Regions from separate parts of the Anser cygnoides genome. Here region 2 is linked to region 1. Evidence: chromatin contacts called from public Hi-C data. All regions are on one chromosome and are shown on one strand. Each heading gives the region's core, a stretch centred on a gene start, on an enhancer-like site or on the middle of the called end of the contact. The rest is flanking DNA. Distances are from core to core; before and after follow the strand shown. Region 1 holds the start of FSBP (fibrinogen silencer binding protein). Region 2 holds the start of NDUFAF6 (NADH:ubiquinone oxidoreductase complex assembly factor 6).

Region 1 (3,537 bases), core at 428-2,927:
TGGGGAGTTACTCTCCTCACTGGCTGGTCCCTAATCCCCTGGTCTGTCCCGGTTGCCTCAGCCACACGGACACAACCCTGCACTGGTCTGCATTTCTGGCCTGACCAGCAGCCAGCCCGCAGAGGTGCTGGTCCCTCCCGCAGCCATCTCACAGACCCTCTGGTCGCTCCAGAATGTGGCCCAGGCTCATGGAGGCCAGGTCTTGGCTCCCAGTCCCATATCTGCTGTCTCTTTATGGTTTGGTGCTTGCCAGCGACCGTGTGCTGCCATACGGGCCGAGGTGATAGCATGGGTTTGGCCTCTGCTTGCCGGTACCCCAAGCACGTGGGTCCCTCTGATCTGTGATCGGAATAAACGCTTCTCTCACCCAGGAAAATAGTTACAAGTGTAGTTTAGTAAGAAGATGGGACAAACTCCAGTGATCAGGGCTAGGGGATGGCTGGACATGCATCTGGGCTCCTCACACCCCATTTCCCTGTGCCTGTTCCTTCCCAAAGCACTTTCATCCGCTCCTTTACTTGCCCTTGTTCCCTCCTTGAAATACCCCGTCCTAAGCCTTGTCCAATCCCAAAATACACTTGCTGGCATCTCGTAATGACTGCCATACCCCGGTGGGCTGCAAAGTGAGCGGGGGGGCCTCACCCGTCGACTCTCCTGTCACGGTCCCACTCCTGGGCTGTGGGGCCGCTCGTGTTTCTGTTGGAGCAGCCATGTCGAGGGCCCCCCTTCTTTCCTTGGGGTTATTGGGGTTCCTCCTCCTGGTGATGTTCACCTGCTCTGTGTTTGTGGGGAGGAGCCTTTACTCACACAGCCTAGCCCTGAGTTTTGTCACTAAAAGTCAAGAGACTGGGGCCTGCACAGCTCCTTAAACATCCGAGGGCACAAGGTGGGCTTTTCTGTGGCTCCTCGATTCCTATACTCCCAGAAGCCTAAAATACATTAGGCATATTCCTTTTTTTTTTTTTAACCACTGGTACACCACTCTTTAGTAATATTAAGAGCAAAGTGTGGGGAAATAGGGAAGGATTAGGTGTTTAAAAGTAATGGTTTTCACGCGGTGTTTCTAACCACAGAAGTATTTTGTTTCTCAAAGTCTCCCGAAATGGGCTTCAGACTATAAAATGCTTTATTTAATCCTGGCTTGAAAGCAATTCCAGCAAAGTGGACCAGTCACAATTTTGTTAGGTGGCGTGGGCAAGCCAAGCCTCGGGAAGTTGTTCCAAACACGCTTGTTATTGTAAACGCTGGCTGATTTTTAGCAGTGAAAGTCTCCTTTCGTTTAGTTTCAGGCTTTTTGTTTTGATTGCGGCTTGCGTCTGCTTGGGGATTTTTCCCCTTTGAGCAAGCAAGTTTATACCTAGATCTTTATTGCCTGCAGATAGATATTTCAAGCTATAATTAGATTTCTCTTGCCCTTACCCCCCCCTTCTAGGCTCCCTTTTTTTCAAGGCTGAACATGTTAAGCTTGAGAAGCTGTTGCCACCATCTCAAATTGTGTTTGTTTCCACCCTTTGGACTCTTGCAGTGACATACGCGATTTTTTCAAACTTAGTTGTTGCTTCTTGTATTTATGGGCGCCTTCCCTTTCATCTGCAGGTTCCTCCGCTTTGTTAATCGAGTTTAGACCGGAGAAATTTCAAACCTCGCCTGCGTTTTTGTGTTAAGGCTTGGCTCAAGGTGATGCATTTTGGAGCAAACAGCGGAGATGCACCAACGCAGCACGCACATCTTGCTCCTAAAAGTCAGGTTTTCACCCAGAAGGAATGCCTGGAAGTATTATCACGCAAGTAGCATGTTTCCCGGTGGTTGTTAGGAAAACCCCAGCTTCCACTCGTGATGGCAGACCCAGTAATTTGGGATTGAGCCGTAACCTTTCTCGCAGGCATCCCGAGAGGCAGGTCAGGCCGTTTCGCAGCCACCACGGGCTGCACGGCGATGCCACACGCCCCGAGAGGCAGGCATGTTCCAGCAGGGCACAGCTGCAGGCTGCAGCCACGAGAAAAAGCCGGATAAAAAGCCGATTCAGCTCTCACGCCGCCGCGTTTGTTTGTTTTTTTTTTTTCCACCAGGATTTTTTTTTTTGTCGCTTTCTCCGCCGTCAAACGCCGGGCCGCGAATAGCGGCTGCCTCTTTAAGAAGCCTCTGTGTAGGTAGCAGGAGCAGGCTGCAAAATGCAGGAGAAGCTTAGCTTTGCTGGAAGGCCGAGTGTAACCTAACCAGCTGGAGGATATGCAATAGCTGATTGACAGCAGGACTAGCATTATGCAAATACCGCCGGAGAGCGCGGCGGCCGACCGGGGGCTCTCTGAGGGAGCTCCCTACACACGCCGCGCTTATCTGGCTGGAGCTTTCCGCCTCGCCTCCCGCTCGGTGTAACAGTCAATAAATCGCCCCCCAAAAACAATTGTTGCTTTTTTTTTTTCTTTTTTTTTTTTCCCTCCCTTTTTTCGGCCGCCCGTTGCGTGCGAAATCCCGAGTGCGGTTTCAGTTTGCGATATGTGCGAGAGAGCTAGGGATATGTGTCAGAGCTTGTTACTCCGGCTAAATTAGGTAATTTTTAGCTGGGTAACGTGCTAATCTTTAAACCTTTATGTCTTTAAATCCTGCGTGTGTCTGGTCTCTTCATACAAAAGTGTATTTTGCTTGTTTCTTCTCGTCTTCTTCAGTCTGAAGCCTTATGTAGGTCAGGCTTGGCTTAAGCAGATTTCCTGAACCTGCGTCAGCTTAAGCTGAAGGAATTTTAATAAACCCTCCCTTGTAGGCGTGGGCCTAAATGAGACTAGCCTAGTTAAGCCTGATCTTTTTCTGTTTGTGAAAAAGAGCCGAGCAGAGCTAGGGACTGCATGGTGGCTTCAGGAACAGCTTCCTTAATTCCGAGCTAACAATGGTCGGGAAGGCCAGATCTTCTAATTTCACCTTATCTGAAAAGCTCGATTTGCTAAAACTCGTGAAGCCGTACGTTAAAATTCTCGAAGAACACACCAATAAGCATTCAGTCATAGTGGAAAAAAACAAATGCTGGGATATCATAGCTGATAACTACAATGCCATCGGAGTAGATCGCCCGCCTCGTACCGCACAGGGCCTGCGCACGCTGTACAAGAGGCTCAAAGAATATGCCAAACAGGAGCTATTGCAGCAAAAGGAGACGCACTCCGATTGTAAAAGCAGCATTTCCGAGCCAACCAAGAAAGTTGTGGAGATGATTCCACAGATTTCCAATGTGTGTTTAAGAGACAGGAGCGGTGTACAAAGGTGAGAGAATTTTTTTTTTTTCATTTTGTTTCTGAATGAAAATTATGGCGCCTCCTATCTGCTCTGTGACGCGTTTCTCGTGTTCAGTGTCCTAAAGAAAACGTTCGTAAGAGAAAAATCCCCAAATTGGGAACAATGACTAAATAATATTGCTTTTGTTTTATGGGAAGCTTGATGGTGACTTAGCACTGCATTCATTTTTCAGCTCTTTCAAAGCCTGTTTCAGTCTTTGTCATACTCTGGAAAGTGAGGGTTAAGGGAGAATCAAAGAGAAATAGTAGC
Region 2 (3,421 bases), core at 600-3,099, 330 kb before region 1:
AAGCCAGTTTTAAAAGACCTATTTGAACAGCAGCTTCAATTAAATGATGCCAAAAGGATAACCACTTTTAACTTCACTACTGTAAATGCTCATGTATTTTTATAAGTAGTCTTTTTTATGTTTTAATATAACATTAAAACAACAAAAATGTCTAATGAAAATAACAAAAGATGCCAACCTTCTGTGACTTGGGACCTAGCTATTCTGTTCACAGTTGTTTGCTAACAAAAATATTTTAACTGTATATATTGCTTGTACACAGAGCCTTTGATCTCCTGAGTAACAGGTAAGCCCTGGGTAGAGCAACCACGAAAACACAGCCACAGTCTCTAATTTTATCAACTAAACCACAAACTGGCTATGCATTCTGATGCACCCGAAAAGATCTGCAGCTTGCTGCTTCGCTGAAAACTTAAGGTGGTCACATTTCTCTGCATTAGCTGTCCCACTTCAACCACTACTGCTGACCACATGTGACTTTGTGTCTTTTACAGCTGTCGGTTTGGAGACGACTATCCTGCTCCACTCCTTCCATACACACTTCGAAGCCTTCTCTCTGCTTTCATCAACAACAGCATCCAAATAGAAAGCAGGAGTCTTTACACAGCAGATGGGTTTCTTCCTCTAACCCTGTACCTTTGAACTCCTGGGGACTAGGAAACAAGCAGAGGGCGTTGCACATCGCTTGCAGCTCCAGAAGCAAAGCAGGACGCGTCCCCTGACCTGAAAGCCTCCGGCCTGTGCTCCTGCTCCTTGGGCTTTGACCAAAGGCAGATGCTTTTGAAAAGATGTTTTTGCATCCTCCCCCTCCTGCTTTAAGGTCAGGACAGCTACTTCAGGTCTGTCCAGCTGGGGGATTTCCTCTGCTCGTTTTTCCAAGGAGTCCTTGGAAAGTTTGACTATTTCCCAGTAACCAAGACCTGAAAGCACTGATTATTTTTAAATGCCCGTTTCGATGATCTTTCACTGCATAATCTGAAACAATCAAATGGAAACGTCCAATGCTTCTGAAGAAAAGCAGCTGTGAAAGAAGGAAGAAAAAAAAAAAAAACACTGTTTACAGATTAAATCAGCCTTGCAGTTCCAATATTTATCCAGCAGTTTCCACCGCAGGTTTTTATTTGCGGTCCCGATATTACTCGAGGAGAAAAGACCACAACAGGAGCAGGGCCCTGGCACTCCGCGGGGCATCTCAGGACCTCGCACGTCCCCCGAAAAGGGGAGGTCGGTGTCCCCACAACGAAAGGAGCCGGCCCACATTAAGATTTCCTCAGGCCCATCCCCGGGCCGGATTACCCTCACTGACCGGGCCGGGCTCCCCCTCACCGCCCGGCCCCGTCCCCGGCTCTCCCCACCCCCGAGGCGGGCTGGGCGGGCGGCGGAGCCCGGCCTCCCCCCCGAGCACTCACCGCAGCAGCTCGGCGCAGTACTGCACCTCTCCCCCGGGCTCCGGCCGGCTCCAGCCCGCCGCCACGGCCGCCCTGCCTTCCCTCAGCCACGGCTGCCCGCCGCGGGCCCCCGCCGCCCTCACCAGGCGGTGGCACGGCGCTGGACGAAGCCCTCCCGCGGCCATGGCGGCGGCCGCCATTTTGCCGCTCCGCCCCTCCTGTCGCTCACCCCGGCCCGCGCAGCCGAGGGGGACGGCCCCTTCCTCACCCCCTCGACGGGGAGGGTTGGGAGCGTGTCCTCTGTAAAGTGGCGGCTCCTCGGTGGTTTGGCCGCTTTTCCCCACACGATTCCCGCAGCGGGGGTCCCGCGCCCTCTTGGCTCGGCGGAGGGTGGGAGGACGCTGGGACAGGACCCTGAGGTAGCCTCAGGCGGAGATCGGCTCCGTAAAGTGCCGAAGGGTCGCAGAAGGGCCCGGTGTAAAAGTTTAAGGGAGAAGGTACCGGTAGATGGCACCCAAGAATGCGTTATTTCTGTCCGGGGTTTTTGGCCGTGCAGCCTTTTGTTGTCCTGCAAATGGCTTCCTCGGCGCCGCCCTGGCCTCAGTTTACCCCGGCTCCCGGGGCGGTCGCCGCTGGCATGGGCTTGAGCTGAATTCCCCTCAAAAGAAATTCCGGAAAACCCGGCACTCACGTGTTCAAACCCCACAAATCTGAGGAATCTGAATGATAAAAATATCCCGTTGGAGCAGTCCCAAGCTGTGACAGGCTGGGCACAGCAGTATTCGTACACAGAACATGTTCGGGCAAGAGAGCCAGCACACCACAACACAGCGGTGGCACATGAACACGGGGACAAGGGAGACCTGACACACTAGGTTAGAGCTGCCATCCCTAAAAGACACCTTAAAAGCTTCCAGGTGCAGGCTGTGGGACACTGCTGGGACCTTGTGCTGGATATGGTCCCTCTGCAGAGCTGACTCACATCACAACACGGTCATTTTAGTCTTGTAGTCACAGGCAGAGCAGTCATGTCCCTTCAAAGTTTGGCCTATCTGAGGATAAACTAACAAATTAACAAAAGTACCAACAAGCTTAAGAGCTGTTTCATCTTAAAACCATGCCAACCCAAACTGTGGGTAGTTATTAGTAGAAGTAGCAACAGACCAGCTTTCCATCCCCAGCCTTGCCATCCTCCTCCCAAGTGCCAGCTTTTCCTTCATTTAATACTACATGGAGCTGATTCAGGGGATTAAAACAGCAGAACATTCACTGCTCTCTCTTTGTTTTCTTGAGGAAGTTTTCTACCAGTTTGCTGCTCTGAATCAGTTCACTACGTGGTCAGGTGAGAATACATGCCAGCACAGGGAATTGGCACGATCAGGAGACTATGAGCTGGAAAGTGAGTAGGATCTCCCTGATCTGGGGCACTAATATGCATGTTCATTTGCTTAGCTGAAAATTATTGAAGCCACACAGTAAATATGGGGGAGGTTTTGAGTGGGCAGTGACATTCAAGTTACAAGACATCTGTTTGGAAATGAGAGCAAGCCTTTATTTTGTGTGATGACAAGACAACAAAGGGAAGAGGAGGAGAGGAAGGCTGGGAACATCATTCCAGCATTATTTGGTTTATCGATTAGTGGCTCTTGTGGGTTTATCCTGAGTCTTTCTTCGTCCCTTTCCCTCAGTTCTTTCCCTCGTCTCTGAAGTTCTCTTTGTCTTGAAACTCTGGACCTTGTTTTAAACCCTTGCTATGCCTTGAGCAGGATTTATTGTTTGTCAGGGCACCCAAAGGAGGTCATTTAGCTTTGGTAGATTTCTGGGTGGAGGCTGAAACTGCTGTTGTTTAAGTTTTCAGAGAGAACCCCTAGATAAATGAATCCAGCTCTTTCAGCTGCTGCCAATTCCTGGCAGAAGGGTTACATAAACATACTCTAAACCTCAAGGGTATTATAAATAAATCTTATAAAATATTAACTTTTGTTAATCTCTGAATGAACCAAAATGGTGTTAATCTGATTTAAACCCTTAGT

The links. Hi-C and Micro-C count contacts between places; a contact is called where the count stands out from the background.
Region 2: a Hi-C map of liver shows a contact between it and region 1, with 2.1 times the contacts expected there. The contact joins the promoter of NDUFAF6 here to the promoter of FSBP in region 1. A contact is called at or near these places in 2 of 7 Hi-C or Micro-C datasets (both in liver).

What each region holds. Positions count from the first base shown.
Region 1 is chr2:138,968,695-138,972,231 of Taihu_goose_T2T_genome, reverse strand. FSBP (fibrinogen silencer binding protein) reads left to right here and starts at 1,677. Exons shown (of 2, transcript XM_013172352.3): 1 at 1,677-3,255. The coding sequence starts at 2,885. The region is part of intron 3 of RAD54B (RAD54 homolog B); the gene reads left to right.
Region 2 is chr2:139,299,793-139,303,213 of Taihu_goose_T2T_genome, reverse strand. It overlaps NDUFAF6 (NADH:ubiquinone oxidoreductase complex assembly factor 6), which reads right to left and starts at 1,849. Exons shown (of 9, transcript XM_066990608.1): 1 at 1,657-1,849.